Regions from separate parts of the Mus musculus genome. Here regions 1, 3 and 4 are each linked to region 2. The links are chromatin contacts, called in public Hi-C and HiChIP or PLAC-seq maps. All regions are on one chromosome and are shown on one strand. The core of a region is the stretch at or near the end of the contact, and the rest is flanking DNA. Distances in the headings are between cores, read along the strand shown.

The links. A called contact is a pair of places that touch in the nucleus more often than the background predicts. HiChIP or PLAC-seq counts read pairs in DNA pulled down with a chosen protein or histone mark.
Region 1: an H3K4me3 HiChIP or PLAC-seq map of bone marrow-derived macrophages shows a contact between it and region 2, with 2.6 times the contacts expected there. The contact joins the enhancer-like site here to the promoter of Rasa3 in region 2. A contact is called at or near these places in 1 of 39 promoter capture datasets (liver), 4 of 115 datasets of contacts at active chromatin or transcription factors (bone marrow-derived macrophages, embryonic stem cells, pancreatic cancer cells and 1 more) and 1 of 9 other capture datasets (pancreatic islet).
Region 3: an HNF4G HiChIP or PLAC-seq map of pancreatic cancer cells shows a contact between it and region 2. The contact joins the promoter of Grtp1 here to the promoter of Rasa3 in region 2. A contact is called at or near these places in 1 of 484 Hi-C or Micro-C datasets (embryonic stem cells) and 2 of 115 datasets of contacts at active chromatin or transcription factors (memory CD8 T cells and pancreatic cancer cells).
Region 4: a contact with region 2 is called in a Hi-C map of CD8 T cells, with 4 times the contacts expected there. The contact joins the enhancer-like site here to the promoter of Rasa3 in region 2. A contact is called at or near these places in 1 of 484 Hi-C or Micro-C datasets (CD8 T cells) and 1 of 115 datasets of contacts at active chromatin or transcription factors (memory CD8 T cells).

The regions. Positions count from the first base shown.
Region 1 is chr8:13,372,141-13,376,310 of GRCm38.p6, forward strand. It overlaps Tfdp1 (transcription factor Dp 1), which reads left to right. Exons shown (of 12, transcript NM_001291765.1): 9 at 326-477; 10 at 796-962; 11 at 1,705-1,783. Among named protein-coding and RNA genes, the nearest start is that of Atp4b, 23 kb to the right of the region's middle. Within about 2 kb of position 1,256, at least 76 of the 459 cell types and tissues checked have an H3K27ac peak or open chromatin away from gene starts, as enhancers often do. A contact at or near this core is called in bone marrow-derived macrophages, pancreatic cancer cells and pancreatic islet, where this site is marked.
Region 2 is chr8:13,675,937-13,679,918 of GRCm38.p6, forward strand. It overlaps Rasa3 (RAS p21 protein activator 3), which reads right to left and starts at 1,651. Exons shown (of 24, transcript NM_009025.2): 1 at 1,457-1,651. The coding sequence starts at 1,511.
Region 3 is chr8:13,199,099-13,203,015 of GRCm38.p6, forward strand. Grtp1 (GH regulated TBC protein 1) reads right to left here and starts at 1,526. Exons shown (of 8, transcript NM_025768.2): 1 at 1,383-1,526; 2 at 951-1,102. The coding sequence starts at 1,429. It overlaps 2810030D12Rik (RIKEN cDNA 2810030D12 gene), which reads left to right and starts at 1,684. Exons shown (of 2, transcript NR_166508.1): 1 at 1,684-2,195; 2 at 2,590-2,692.
Region 4 is chr8:14,010,629-14,014,668 of GRCm38.p6, forward strand. No RefSeq gene overlaps it. Among named protein-coding and RNA genes, the nearest start is that of Gm39134, 13 kb to the right of the region's middle. Within about 2 kb of position 2,128, at least 64 of the 459 cell types and tissues checked have an H3K27ac peak or open chromatin away from gene starts, as enhancers often do. A contact at or near this core is called in CD8 T cells and memory CD8 T cells, where this site is marked.

The sequences.
Region 1 (4,170 bases), core at 6-2,505, 300 kb before region 2:
AGGGAGGAGTGTGGTCGGCAGGGTTAGATCAGAGTCTTGTGTCCATGTGGACTTCAGGACTGGACCATTGGCTCTGGGTTCATCCCTGCACAGCTGCAAAGAGGTCCTTCGTGTGCTACAAGGGTTAGCGTAGGACCGAGTGTCCTCTAGCAAGTCATTCATGTGACTGCTTTCCTGTGCTCCTTGTCCCCTATAGGCTGTGAGCAGATGCCACAGGCTGCTACAGGCCGACCTCTCAACACCCAGGTTCCCACTATCTGCAGGAAGGAAGGGATCATGTTACTGGTATTGACATCTATGGGGGGGCTGTGTTGGTCTTTTTCAGCAAATTGCCTTCAAGAACTTGGTGCAGAGAAATCGCCAAGCTGAGCAGCAGGCCCGCAGGCCGCCTCCTCCCAACTCTGTCATCCACTTGCCCTTCATCATTGTCAACACCAGCAGGAAGACAGTCATTGACTGCAGCATCTCCAATGACAAGTTCGTCCTCAGTGGGCCCTCTAAGTGCAGCTCCTCAGGGGAAGAAACAGATACTTGGTTATCAGGGTTCAGTCTTACGGCTGCTTAGTAACAGCAGCTATGGTCTCTGGTGGTCCTGGCACCCATGCCACGTGCAGGCAGCACTGTGTCCCAGCCCAGGGCCATCACTATGCAGTGACATGTCTTTCATTCCCTAGTTTGAACTGTTTTAGAGAAATTCAGTAGTTATGGGGTCTGGGATGGAGGGTGGGAGTGGGGGGTGGATTTACTGCCTGCTCTTGGAAGCTTCGTAATCCTCACAGTGCCTTTCCCCAACAGATTTGAGTATCTGTTTAACTTTGACAACACGTTTGAGATCCACGATGACATTGAGGTGCTCAAGCGCATGGGCATGGCATGTGGGCTGGAGTCTGGCAACTGCTCTGCTGAAGACCTCAAGGTGGCCAGAAGTTTGGTACCAAAAGCTCTAGAACCATACGTGACAGGTTAGTTGTGCCCTGTGGCTGGCCATCCTGAGTGCCTGGGTGTCTGCCGAGTGAGGATGGGAGATGACAGGCCTGCTGCCCTCCCTCCCAAGGCCATCGGTTGGTCCTTGGAGCCCAGCAGTCAGGGCAGCATGAGGCAGGGCTCTCAGTTCCCTGGGCTTCTAATTTGGTGACTTTGCTGAGTCATCAGGTCACGCTAGTCTTGTGATGAGTCATGAAAGATCCTGTCAACGGTCAAAAATGCATGATGTGTGCTTGCTTTCTGAGGCTGTCCCAGGTTGCATGAGCATCATCCTGTCCTGTGTAAGGCATTGCCCACACTGGAGCACTTGCAGGCCTGGGGCTTGGCCCGGGCTCTGCCTTGTAGCTGCATGAGTCTGAGGTGGAAGGTGCTATGCTGCCCGTTCATGCTCTTAGTCCCTGTTTCTACTCTCTGGTGCTACTGTACACAGAGCGGCACGGGGAAACTCCCGAGCAGACATGTGTGCTGCCTGGGACCCAGCCACCCCTGGTTCTCACACAGGGCAGGGAGAGCAAGCTGGCAGGCTATCCACAGAGCTCCCCCAAGCTCTGTCTGGTCATGCAGGCTTGCTTCTCTCTCACATTCTGGGTTTCAGGAGTTTTGTTTGGTCTCTGCCTCTGGCCGGCTCAGAGATCTGTCTCACAGGTTATGAGGTTCAAGGCAGGTGCCACCACATTTGACTGCCCAGTTTTATTATTATCTGCTTCTGTCTCTTTTCAGAAATGGCTCAGGGATCCATTGGTGGAGTATTCGTCACGACAACAGGTTCTACATCCAATGGCACAAGGCTTTCTGCCAGGTGACAGCAGCTGGGGGTGGGGCAGCCTTACTGTGTTTCAGATAGGCTGAACTGAGCTTGGCCCAGGTAATTGTCTGCTCAGGCAAGGGAACACAGTGCTTGTCCCCATAAAATGATCCCACAGCACCCTCCGCCCCCAATTAAGTAATTCATGGTTTTTACTTTTTAAAAAGTGTTAACACAGTAAAGGGGGGGGGGGCGCAAACCTACCTGTGTTCACTGTCGTTGGCAGGGAAAGTGACAAGGGTGCTTTTGGTTTGGTTTGGTTTGGTTTGGTTTTTTTTAGATAGAGTTTGTCTGTGTGGCCCACACAGTCCTGGAGCTTGCTCTGTAGACCAGGCTGGCCTCACACTCAGAGATCCACCTGCCTCTGCCGGGATTAAAGGTGTGTGCCACCACGGCCTGACTGGTTTTGTTTTGTTTTTAATGGCTCTTTACTTGTTTTCTTAAGATGTGTCTCACCGTACAGTGTGTGTACAGTTTTATTTTCTGCTTCTATATACTTGACATTTCTAAAGAAATCTTTTATTGTTACTATTTGTGTGTGATGTATGTGGGCAAATGTGGAGGTCAGAAGAGGCCTGTGTGCGTGTGGTTCGCTCCCACCTTTACATGGTTCCAAGGATCACACTCTGGTTTCTAGGCTTGTGTGGCCCAGGTTTAAAACCTGTTTCATGTGTGATGTGAGTGTGGGCGTGCACATGGTGTACCTGTGGAGGTCAGAGGGCGTGGGATCCTGGGATGGAACTCAGGTCAGCCTAGCAGGTGGTGGTACTCACCCTTTTTTTATTTTTTAGTTAAGACAGCCTCACTCCACAACCAGGCCAGGTCTTGCCATTCCCTTGTCTCAGTCTCCTTTATAGTTTATTTTTAAAAAGTGTTTTATTCAATTTTTATACACTTGTGTAATGTATTGTGACCAAATCTACCCTTATTCCCTCCTCCAACTCTCCTTGTTCTCACTGTCGCTGTCCACCCCCCACCCCCGGTCTGTGTAGTGTTGTCAGTATGTGCAGGGTGTCTATTGGCGCTTGGTGGCCGCTTAGGGCCCACATCCATGAACAAGACTGACTTCCTTCCCCAGCAGCTTTCAGTTACCCGGAGCTCCTCAGCTTCATGTGCTGCCTTCCTGCTTGCTGTGGTGGTGGTGGTGGTGGTGGTGGTGGTGGTGGTAGTGCGCGCGCGCGAGTGCATGCGTGTGTAAAACAGTGTTCCTCACTGATTGGCTAAGCTGGCTAACAGGCTTCCTCTGGCCTCCTGGTTCTAGGTTATGAGAAGATACTGCCAAGTGTAACTTTCTTTAAATTTGTGCAGCGTATTCGTATTTCGTCTACATGAATCTTTGCATACCATGTGTGTATCAGGCACCCGAGGAAGCCATAGCGGGTGTTAGGTCCTTGGAACTGGAGTCACAGACTTGTGAGCTGTCACATCAGTGCTGGGAATTGAACCCAGGTCCTCTGCAAGAAGAGCCACTGCTCTTAACCTCTGATCCATTCACCTCTCAGGGTCTCTCTGTGCTCCCACGCTTGACTTTGAGGGTGCTGATGATCTAAATTCAGATCCTCATGAGCACAGGGCCTGGAATGACCGAGCTGTCTCCCCTGCCCTCTGCTTTGTGTTTTATTCCATCTTTTTATTTTCTGAGTTATTGAAGGAACTTTACTATTTAAAAACAAAAATATATCAGCTACCAGTTGGCCTAGCAGTTTGAGAAGATGAGTACTAAGCCTTTGGGATAGGCCTAAGGTGGTCTTTATAATGAATGTGAAGGATGAAATAATTATATTGTCATGTTGATAGGTACAGTCTAGTTAAGAATAGCTATTAGTAAAGTATACATTTAAATTTTAGAATTGTTTTCAGTTGATAACTGTAGATATCGCTGGGCTCATTTGAGGCCACAGTGAAAGTGACCACCTCACCTGAGCACCAAGGGTTGGTGGTAACTGAGGGAGTGGCCCAGGTGCCCTTGGGTTGAAGACTCTCACCAGCCTCCCGCTGTGGCTGCTTTCTCAGATCAGCTTTTCTCTTGTTCTGAGGTCTGTGCTGAGTGTGACTATGCTGCAGGGATGGGGGGTTGTTTTGTTTTTTAAAGTAGAGTATATTTTTAAATATTTTCTCCTTAATGGACGTATGTAGAGGCCAAAAGACAACTCATAGAGTTGTTTCTTTCACTTTTATGTGGGTTCTGGGGGTCAAAGACGTAGGTTTCCAGGTTTGTGAGGCAAGTAAGTGTCTTTACCCAATGAGCCACTTGGCTGACCACAATTGGTTCTTTTTATAGAATAAACTTTCCTGGCTTCCCACTTCTCACAGTGAGAAAATGAGGCTGTTGGCCTCCTGTGTGGAATGATAGCATTGGTGTTGTGTTTTAACACACAGCA
Region 2 (3,982 bases), core at 401-2,900:
CCTGTCTTATTTACTATGTCATTCTGGAAAAGAAATCCTCTTTGTTTGAATGGAACTAAAACCTTTCCCTGTGTGCACAGTAGCCGATGCTAGGATTGAAGCAAGCACACTGTACTGAAAGGGAAAGAAAGTCTTGGACCCTTCTCACCAACTGACCTGATTCTGCCCCAGCAGTATTCCACAGCAACCTCCCCAGATCCTTGAGCAAAAGGGCACAGCACCCCTGGAGCCTGGTGGACTCACTTGGTCAGAGGATCTGGCTGAAGGAAACTGAAGCTGGCCACCCTCACACAAGTAGTCTTTGCCCACAGAGGACAGAAAGCAGCCCCTTTCCTCAGATGGAAACTGACAGCAATTCCAGGCATAAGAGCAAGAGAAATCCCTCCCGTGCCCTCTGCTCCAGCCCAAACACCACATGCTCTCCGCAGCGCTTCTGAACCAAAGATCAAACTGTCTCGGGCGATGATTCAAAAGCAAAATAAAGCGGACAGGAAGCAACACGCTGATTGCGAGTAGCTGGCATTCTTCAGACAGCATCGAATGTCATCAACAACTGACACCAGGCTGTGACTGTTGCCACCCACTAGGGGCCTTTTCACATGGGAACAGGCCAGTAATGTGGGGCGCAGTTCAGAGGGAAAAGACTACAGGGACGGTGCACTAGGACCCAGAATTCCTTCCAAGAAAATTGGCCCCTGCCCAGTGTGTTAATGACTTGATGTGTAACGGTCACTTCAGAAAACCACTGTAAGGAAGTAGACTCACACGTCACTCACAAGATAAAAAACAACTGGGAAAAACGAAATCTCCAGGTTAAAAAAAAAAAAATCAGGAAGTCCTCTCCAGGTCTCTCCAGTTCCACTTCACTCCCCGTTCCTAGCGTTGCTGCCGAAGTCCCGACCAGCCCAGAGCAGCCTGAATGCCAGGCCTGCCGGCCACAGCTCCCACGGCCAGTTCTCAATGAAAGGAGGGGGAGGTGCTGGTGGCTCCATCACCAGGCCTGCAGCGCGCAGACACCACACACACACACACACACACACACACACACACACGGTCGCGCGCGTGCACGGCCTCGAAGCCTGCAGCAGCCGAAAAGGTGAAGGGGCGCCCCCTCCTTGGGAAATAAGTTCCTGCGCACAACTGTGGAGAGGACACCAGGAGACTGACATCAGTAGACCCGATCCCTGAAGTGGGAGCACCCAGACGGATCCGCGCGTGCTCGTGCATGTAAAGTCAGGCGCCTGGGATCTGGAGCGGTGCTGCGCACACGGACACACGCAGGCAACCACGCGCGCTCACTCCCACAAACAGACGCCCCCTGATACAGGTCCCTCCTCCCCCGCAATGCCACGGAGAACCGGGCAGTCTAGGCGGAGAAACACGAGGAGCCGGTCCAGCCCGGCCGGATACCAAGAACAGGGGTCTGGGGAGTTGCCCACGCCACCGCGGTCCTCACCAATCTTGATCCTCACGCTCTGGAAGACCCGCAGTCCCTCTTCCTCCACCGCCATGCTGCTTGTCGACCTCGCCAACGCGCGAGGGCCCGGCAGCGCGGCCGCAGAAGGGGGACAAGACAGGGGAAGAAGCCGGCAGACGGAGCCGAGCTGCGGATGCCCCCAGAGCCCCGCGCGCTGCGGTCCGCGCTCTGACCGGGTGCACCGCCTCGCGCCCTTCCATTGGCAGAGCTCGGGGGCGGGGCTGCGGGCGCCTTCCTTCGCCAGAGCCCCGATCTTCATTGGCTAAGGCTCTGCATGGGGTGGGGTAGTACGACTCCGCCTACTGTCAAACACTGCATTCCATTGGTCGGGTCTGTAAGGAGGCGGAGGCGGACTCTAAGGCGGGATCGGAAGGGACTTGCCTTGGAGTGCCCCTGAAGCGGTCCCTCTTCACAGCCCTCGCTGGTCCGGTCTCTCTGGACCTGGGACAAAGAGAGATCGTGAGTATTGATCTGTGTTTTGACCGCCAGGTCCCGTAAGACCGACTCGCACTTAAAATCTAAAAAGCTATATTCAAACAAAAGGTATGAAAGGAAAAGATTTCCTCTAGCCCCAGCTTCAGCGACTGAGAAAAGTGACACCTGCCGATCGCTCTGGAGAAATCAGAAGGTGATATGCTGTCAAAGTGAGGGCAAGTGGACCCTGTGCCCAGCAAGCAGTCCCTGCTTACCCTGTGGTGTGCTTGGGCAGCCTCAACGCGGCCCTTGAATTTAGCATTCCAGAACCTTCAAACCTGGTGCTTACTGGCAATTTGATTGGTATGCAACTTTAGAATTGTTGTATCTCTACAACGATACTGTGAGGTCCTATCCCCGATCCCTCCACTAAGTTTTTCCTGCAGCTGGCATAACTCCCAGCTTTCCTAGAGGGCCAAGAGCTCTAGTCCCTCGTTCCTTATAGTAGTCACAGAAGTGTCTCCCAGAGGCCCTGGTGGGTGGGGAGTGGCGGTAGAGATAGCCTCTGCAGTGGGTTTGAAGGAGGCCTGCCTTTCGGTAGGACTGAAAACGGAAGTGGCATCGCTTGAGGAGTCAGGAGGCTAGGTCATTGATACACCAACTGAAAGGTGTGACACAAAAATCCCTTGGTGCTATACGGTAGCTCTCTCACCAGCAGCCAAAGAGCAGAAATACAGTGTATAGGCAGGACACCCAGGAAGGTGCTGGAACTCCAGAGAAGCTGATTTGGAACCCTCCAGAAGCTGCTGTGCCATAGACAGGCTCTGACTGGGAAGAGAGGGAGCCGCTCTGGGTTAACACATCTAAAACCCTGAATCTCCGGCTCAGGAACTCAGCTTAGTGGTAGAGAACTTGGGTAGGAGGCACATGACTGGACAGGGATGGGGGTGGTGGTGGGGAAGGACACAAAATCACCAAAAGACTGCTTTAGCTGGGCTGCTGTACTGTGATAAAGCACCATGACCAAAAACAACTTGGAAACCATAAATAAATAAATAAATAAATAAATAAATAAGATGGGGAGGGGAGAGGTGGTGATCTCAGTGCAGGAGACAGAGACTGGCAGATCTCTGGATTCAAGACCAGCCAGATCTGCAGAGTAAGTTTGAAGACAGCCAGAAGTACACAGAGAAACCCTGTAGTAGACCCTTCTCCAACAAAAGGACTTGGGGAGGAATTGGTTTATTTTCCTCAGAGTTCATCATCAAGTCAAGGCAGGAACCTGGATGCAAGGACTGACAGAAGCAGAAGCCACTGGAGAGCGCTACTTATTGCCTTGTCTGTTGGCTTGTGCAGCCTTCTTTCTTACCCACTCCAGACCACCTGACCAAGACTGGCACTTCCCACAGGGACAGATGCCCGTAGAAGGACTAGACGAGCTAACCCTGAGCTGCCGCAGAGCTAGGCCCTGACAAAAGCGAGGACAGGGGCAGAAAGGGGACCAGGAGCTGACAGGAAAGCTGGTAACCATCAGCATCAAAGAGGATGTGGTAGCATCATGGCCACCAGGACAGGAGAGCCAGGAGAGAGACAGACACTCCCAGGAGAAGGCTTCCCCTGGATTAATTAATAAAACCAAAGGCAATCAGTCAGAGTGAGCAGCTTCCACACTGACGGCCTGCTACCGAAGATGAAGCTGAATTCTGAGGAGGACACCCGGGAGGTGCCTGCTCCACACAGGTGCACGCTAGACCGCTCAAGGGCATCCCAAGGGCAGGCAGCTGATTAGCAGAGGGTTTCACTTAGATCTTTCCAGGATGGCTAGGGCTTGCAGTCCCAAGGTCATTTTGCTCCAAATGCAATGCAGACTTGTAAAGCTAAAAAACCAACTGAGCCCTTCATAGGACTGGCTCACAGTAGTCTAACTCATACTCAGCTTCATGAAGGCACTATTGTGTTGAATATGAAGTTTGTGTAGGCAAATTTAGTAGACATCCGAACACCCATACAAGCCTTGAGCCTGTAGGCTAAGAGCTATCCCTGTTGGGAAGGCCAGTCAAGGTATCAGAATAGAAGGTGAATGGTAATAAC
Region 3 (3,917 bases), core at 276-2,775, 480 kb before region 2:
CCTACCCCTATGCTTGGGTCATCATGAATTTTGAGCAGCCAATCCCCCCAAGGTCACACTGTAGGTCTGTCTACCTGGCCACCTGGCAAACACCTTCAGGCACTCCTTTAACAAATATGAAGTCCCTATTATCTCAATGAAGCGATGAGGATTCCACAGCAAAATAAACAAAAAGCCCTGCAAGCAGGGAGGGGCCTTTGGTTCTACAGAGAAGAAAAATGACTATCAAGAATGGTATAGGGGAAGGAAAAAAAAAAAAAAAAAAAACGCTTGGAGAGGCATGGTAGTTCCTGTTCAGAGAAAGAGGAAAGTTTGTCTTGGAACTGGACTTCCAGGAGCCCAGCCCTAGGTACCCCACCCCTACCCATCTCTGAGAGATAGGCGCTGTTCTAACCCCCCTCAGAACACAAGGCCTTCTCGAGGCTTCCCAGGAAATATGGACTTTGCCCATCTACAGTTAAGAGGGCGTGGTGACCATGGAGAAAATTCAACCAGGTAAGGAGCTCTCCCATCTGCTGTGTGGCACAAACACACCCTCCTAGGGGGTCTCATGATGTCCCAGAAGTCGCGCTTGGGGGTGGTGGGGTTCAACTATAGAGGGGTCCAGTTCCTATGGAAATGCAGTGTATGCTCGTGTGCAGGGTAGTGATGGTGTTCGTAGGTCTGGCTTTGGGAGTTCCGGCTGGTGGGGATCCTGCTGCTGAGGAGTCCCATTTAAAGAGGGATCCCTCTACTGCGGGGCGGGGGAGTCATGCTCACAGGTTTCACAGGGTTCTACTGTTGGGGAGTCATGCCATAGGGACTGTAACTACTGCAGGGTAACAGCTACTGCTGGGAGGTCCTGCAGTCCAGAGGTCTCGCTGGGGGTCTCGCCACAGGGGTTCTGGCCCTTGGGAGAAAGTCCTGTTTGTTTGAATGGCCGCTATGCCAGCCAGCATCAGGCCTCTCACCTGTCACGCTTTTCCGGACACCACCGTTTCCTTTTAGAAGTTTGGACCATTTGATCGCCCTCTTGGTGAGTATCACCAGGTACGTGGAAAAGAATTCTTCATAAGCCGCATAGTCAAAGTCTTCGGGCCTTTCAAACCCATACGGATCGATCCTACAAACAAAAAGAACCTGTTTCCCCGAACCAAGTTTCCGCGCCTGCGGGGATGCGGCTGGGGTCCAAGAGCTCCGACACCCGACACCCCTCGGTCCGCCCCTCCGTCCATCCTCAGTTCACCTTCCCTTCCTCTCTTCCTCCCCTCCTCCATCCCCTCCACCCCCTCATGCCCCTCGCTCTCCGTGGACCAGAGCGCGTCCCCCGCGCAGCATCGACTGGCTCAGACCCAGTCCGGAGAGGGCGCCCAGCACCCCGCGCGCGCGGCCTCCGCACCCACCTGGGCACCCGAGCTCGCGCCGCCTGCGCGCGCTCTGCGGGATCCATGCGGAGAAGGGCCAGGGACCGCGGGACTCACAACCTCTGCAGCCCCGAGCGCTGGACCCCGGTGCGCCGCTGGCCCCGGGGCGCGCGAGTGCTTCCGGCGGGGGCGTGGCCGAGACGGGGGCGGGGTGGGGACGAGGGGCGGAGTCAGTGGGGGCGGGGCGGGGTAGAGTGGACGGAGCGGGGCTGGGGTGGGGGCGGTGTCGGAGATGGGAGCGCCTAGGGACCCGAACCGAGTGCACCTGCTGCAGCCTGGCACTAGGGATTTGAAAATCCATGGAGATGGAAACCTATGCCGAGGTTAGAAGACCTGGATCCACTTTGCAGGATTTTAAATATCCTTCAAGCCTCAGTGCCTGGCAGACTGGACTTTGGACTTCGGACTTCCAGCTCCGATGCTGAAAAAGGAGGGTTTTTTTGTTTGTTTGTTTTTCCACTTTGCTTCCTTGCTTGTCGAGGCTGAGAACATACGGTGTTTTTGAGGGCCACCATCAAAGGGTACTCGCTTCTCCAAACCTTGGAACCCGAGGTCTAGCCTTGGAAAGAGTTGCCGCCTTACCATCTCTCCTCGCCTAGGGAAGCCCCAGCTGTGTGCGCTACTGCAGGGTCACAGTGCCGCGGTGCCGAGCTTCTTTCGTGGTCCCTGTCGCCGTCCGTTTCTTGAGATTTCAGACTCTGGGCTTGGAAACCAGTTGACTGCCTTTCTTAGCGAGGTGCCCTCGGAAACCTGTGGAGGAATGTTTGGATTATGAATGCTCACCGTGCCGAGGTAAAGCATAGGGCTTTGGCGCCTTCGGGCCCTGTGGTCAGCGGTGGGACGGATCGGACGTTGCAGAAGCACTTTTCTGTGGTGTTTAGAAGGTGCTACCCACCTTCAGCTGACTGTAGTTGGAATGACCCTCAGCTGGACTTTGGGAACTCACTTGAACTAGTTAGAAACTTCAAAGTACCTAGCAGGAAGCGGCGGGGGTGGGGTGGGGGTGGGATTAGAATTTAGCCTGGTCCACTGGGACACTTGGATACCCCACTGTAAATGATCCTGACCTCAGCGCCAAGAATACAGGCAGCACCCGGTGGGACCGGTTCTCTCTCTCTCTCTCCCTCTCTCTGTCTCTCTCTCAAGGCTACATACGCAGCTCTGCCCTTTACTTCATTTTCTCTAGGTTTTGAGACTACTGTAAGACAGATGAGAAAACCTGAGGTTTGTATTGCTTTCCCTCCTCCTTGCTTTGACCAAACTCTGCTGAACAAGGATTCTCTACCAAAGCCTTGGTGCCTCCATCTTTCTTTCTTTTATTTTGTATTTATTTATTTATTTTATTCTTTTTACTTTCTTTTATTGGGGGGGGGCAGTGTCTCACTGTGTAGCTCTGGTTGGTCTGGAACTCACTATGAACACCAGGCTGGTATTGAACTCAGAGAGATCTACCTGTGCCTGCCTAACACACACACACACATCCTGAGCAATGGGAATAAAGGCACATGCCACCATATCTAGCCCCATCTTTCTTTTAGAATACAGCAAGAAATGAACCTGAAAATCCAGTTAGAGCTGCAGATTTGAGCTTCTCTGTTGACATTGGATGAAACTTAGTGCTGGCATGAGCAGAACCCCAAATTCTAGCTCCCACAGTCGCCCAGAGTGCTTGCTGCCTCTGGGGAAAAACGTGCAGAGATCAGCTCAGCCCAGCAGTGAACAGTGTTTTAACACCAAGTGTCCTTGCCAGTGCTCTGACCTTGACCTTTCCCCAGTGGTGACTCAGACCACAGACTGGACTACATTCTCTTCATACACAACTTTCCCCTTGGTCTGACCACACAGAGCTGGAACATTTCCTCCTCCATATTTCCTCCTCCTCCTCCTCCTCCTCCTCCTCCTCCTCTTCTACCTCTTCTTCCCGCTCCTCCTCCTTCTTGTTGATTTAGTTGGTTAGTTGGTTAGTTGGTTGGTTGGCTTTTTGAGACCTGGTCTCTGTCTGTACTTCTCTATCCTGGAGCTCACTATGTAGACCAGGCTGGCCTTGAAACCACAGAGATCCTCCTTCTTCTGCCTCCCAAGCCTAAGTCTTTCTTCCCTGTGACTTCCCTGTGACTGGCTGTTGCAACCAAAACAAATAAAAGAGACATTTGCAAGGTCAAATATGATAGCCCCCTCCTTGTCCCTTTTCCATGTCCAGCTCCCACCTCTCAGTCCGGCACCCTAGCCTCCAAATGACATCTCTAATACCCCTCTCTCTGTGACTCTTGCCCTTCTGCTGATGGAGCCTGGGAGTCCCACATGGATCCCTGGAGTGGTCCTGGCCTGTGGCTCTCATGCAGGCTGGGAAACATCTATGGGCCTCCTACACTTAAACTTGAGAATGAAGGCATGCTCTCCACTGTGAGAGTTTCACGGTCAAACATGACCACAGGGTGGGATGCTGGCACTAGCCGAAGTTAGTTCGATAAGAACAGCTGCCCTGGAGGAAGAGTGGGGAGGGAAGATAGAAGG
Region 4 (4,040 bases), core at 878-3,377, 340 kb after region 2:
GTCTGTGCTAGATTCCAAAGATGTGCTGAGCCTTTGAGACATTCCTTCTCAGGTCCTGGTGTGGGTGACAAGCTGGATTGGTTTCCCTCAGCCTCCCTGGCTTCTTCCTCCTTTGCTTATGTTCCCTCCTCAGTTTCCTTTTATCAATAAACTCATGTTCAGCTGAAACAGGTATGCTTGGGTGAGCAGGCCACATTCTTTAAAAATTATTTTTATAAACTTTATTTTTTAAAAAAATTGCAAATAAATACAAACGGCACACACCAGAATTAACTAGACCCTAAGTCTATCATCCTCACTGTTCACGTCACCTTTAGCCTGGCAGACCGTTCCTCCCTGTGAAATCTTGGAAGTCACATCCATAACGGTCTCTCCGTCTTGCTCTTCTGGCCTCCGTTTTGAGACAGGTCACTCCTGGAAGCCTGCAGAGGTGCTTCTCCGATTTTGTTGAGTCATATGTTACCATGAAAACAGTCTTCATGAGGCCTCACCAAATCTCTCCAGAGCCCTGGCTCTGGGGGCCTCTTTGGGCCGTCCCAGTGAGCCGGTTCTAGGCATAGCTGGCTTTTTCTGCTGTTCTTGAGCTGTCAGTCTTTTCTGATTCAGCTGCCCAAAGCTGTCCATTCCCTGCAATTCAGGATTTCCTCAGTGACTCATCATTTTCCAAATAGTAATTTCTTAGGTCCTTAGGGCTGCCTGGGCTGTCAAACATCTTAGCTGCAATTTCAGAGGATGTCCTGACACTACAGAGCGGTTGGAGGAAGGGATCCTGTTCTACAGTCATTCACCTTGGAGCGTCTGTGGCTGCCCTCACTACAGTTAAGTTAAACCGAAGGGCAGAGCATATGAGTCTTGATGGGCACTGTTCTTTCACCCCTTGTTATGACTGGATCATGTGGCCACGATGGACTGCAAGGGAACTGGAGTATCTGGTTATGTTGTATTCCAGGAAGTCAAAGAGAACTTGGGGAGTGAGTGGCACTTTCTGCCATTGTTAAATATGTGGCAGTATCCAGGATTCAAATTTAGTCCAGGGACGTGAGGAGTCGGGGAGTCCCTCACCACACAGACTAGGTGGCTGTTGACATTCGGGCATTCTGTAACACCCAGGGTGCATCTTATTGCTGAAGGCAGTAATTCAGCAACAGGCTGAGAATCTGCATTCCTGACAGGCTTTGGAATTCCAACCAATAGGCTGGAGGGGTTGGACCTGGAGAGAAGCTGGTGGACAAAGCAACCATTTGATACAATGAGCTGATGTCTTGCTACATTTTCTTAGGCTGTTCTCTCACAGTGAGCTGTTGGCACACAGATAGTGGGTAGTTGTTGCACTGGCTAGATATGACCCTGGCAACAGTTATCTCCTGCTTAAGGAGAGTGGAGGCCACTGCAGATGAATATCTGAGCTGCAAGAACCAAAACTTGGCTGGGCGGTGGTGGTGCATGCCTTTAATCCCAGCACTTGAGGTGGAGGTGAAGGGGGTAAGAAGGAAGCAGAGGCAGGTGGATCTCGATGAGTTTGTGGCCAGCCTGGTTTGCAAAATAAGTAGTAAGACAACCAGGGTTACACACACACACACACACACACACACACGCACACCACGTCTCAACAAAACAAAACCAGCAACAAAACAACCAAAAATTTCTGGGCGTGTTTGCATTCACCTTTCTTAAACCCCATCACCGTAGATGCAGAGGCAGGCGGAGCTCTGGGATCAGGAGCAGCCTGGTGTGCAAAGAAAGTTCTGCGCCAGCCAGAACTACATAGTAAGACTCTGTCTCAACAAAGAAACGAACAAAGAGCAAAGTAAACCTCAAAACAAGCCCCTGAGTTTCAAAAAGCTTTCTCTTTTTGATTATTTTCTGTGGTACTGGCTGGCAAGCTCTAACTGGCTGGCTGTGGCCCCTTCAGCCTCAGCACCGATCCCATGCGCAGCTCAGGTCTCTGCTCTAGCCTGGCACTCACATAGGCATTGGGGAAGCTAACGTGCTTCCAGAGGCTCCTTCTCCAGTCAGGACATCGTGCTCTGGACCTAGCTCACTTCCTTCAGAGCGGGGCATACCTTGGGGTGTAGGTGGGGACCAGACACGCCAAAGCCAGGAAGTGACGTCAGCAAGATCCTGCTCAGACAGGGACCCGCTATCTTCTCATACAGAGGCCTGTGGTTAAGAGGTGTCCACACCCCCGTGTGCTGCTTATACAGGGGCCCTGAGTTCACCTCCCTCCCCTGTTCTTGGCTCTTCAAAGCCGCACTTTGGTCCAGAGTTCTTGCATCCTCCTCTTTTGCTTTGTGCATAGTTAGGATAGGGTAAGGCGCTAGTCACAAATGGCATGATGCCGTATTGCTTGATACCGGACTTAGCCTTCCTACCCTTAGGACCCAGACATACATATGATCAGCCACTCAAGTCCTAAGATACGCTGATGCAACACAGACAGACAGACAGACACTGTTCACACTGGAGAGGCTCAGTACATAGAGACAGAACTGGATTTTTTCCCACTTAATACGTGACAGTGGCTGGAGTGCGGGACAGAGTTGTCCTGATCATTCTGACCTAATCCAATAAAAGCTTGAGATAATTCACATTTTCTTAAAACTCAGTTTTGCTTCAACAAAAACTTTAAAAGTTCCTCTAGGGAGAATGAGCGGTGGAACATTTGAAACTTAGCAAATCACTCCAGTTCACTGCCTCAGCCTGGCTTGGGGTTTGACTGGACTCTGCCTTCAGAGAAAAAAACCCCACAGATCCCTAGACTGGAAGCAGACTCCATTTCAAAGACATATACCTCCTCACTTCGCCCGGCAATGGGGAGCTAGGGAAAGGGTTTACTCCATTCTAGCGTACAGTTCCATGACTGTAAAATGATGGGCAATCTAACCAACTATGCTTATTTTTCTTTCTTTCTTTTTCTTTTTCTTTCTTTCTTTCTTTCTTTTTTTTTTTTTGAGACAGGGTTTCTCTGTGTAGCCCTGGCTGTCCTGGAACTCACGTTGTAGACCAGGCTGGCCTCGAACTCAGAAATCCGACTGCCTCTGCCTCCCAAGTGTGGGATTAAAGGCGTGCGCCACCACGCCCGACCCAACTATGCTTATTTTTCAAATTTTCTTCAATCAGATTGCGAAGGGAGAGCAAGGCCTCAGTTTGCTTTGGGCCTGCCTTGGTTTGTGGCCTCAGTGAATATGACTCACATCCTGAAATGAAGCTCACCGCCTGGATGAGTGCCCCTTTGTGGCTAAGTATAAGCTGCACTGTCAGGGCATCATTTTCAAACAAGAATAAAAATGAAGGGAATTCCCAAGAGTCCCTTAACAGCACGACTTAGGAAGCCAAAAGGGGAAAGAATCACAGTTGTAACTCTGGAAGGCCGTCATTAGCGTGGTGAAGGTTAATAGCTGGTGCCCGTAGGATTCTCCAATCATTCCCCATGGACAAAACCTTCTTCCAAAGATTACTCCAATTATAGCCAATCATAGTGCTTTGCTGCACAAGGAATCTCGGCTGAGCTCATGTCACTCCTGTGCACAGGGGCAGTGCCCTCCTTAGACCTTCTGGAATCTGCCTCTTCTCCACCTATCGACATCTGTCTACTTTCTCCGTGTTTTCCCCAATACTTCATCTCTGTGAAGCCATCAAGAAGCCCAACAGACCGAGTTGTCTCTGCTCAGTAGCATCTCTTGTAACAGCTCTTCTGTTCTTACCTCAGAGAAGATTCTTCTTCCTTCCACCATCGCTGGGAGGAGCTCGTTCTAAGTGTTTGAAGGTTAGGAGGGAGGGAAGTCAGAGCCACTCTACCCAGAACAAGAATGTCATGTGAACAAAGTTTTCAGACACAACTTTTTCCTTTCAGATCCCTAAATGAGGCATGGAGAGGGGCTCCAAGGGGTGGCTGGGAGCGGCAAAAAGAATGACTGGAAGTCATATAGTGGGTCCAAGCTGTGTTCTGCTTGCTATTCTAAGAGATCTCTCTGTCCATGTCCTGCTTCTGGGGTATATGTGCATGTGTGTATGTGTGAGAGAGAGACAGAAACAGACCG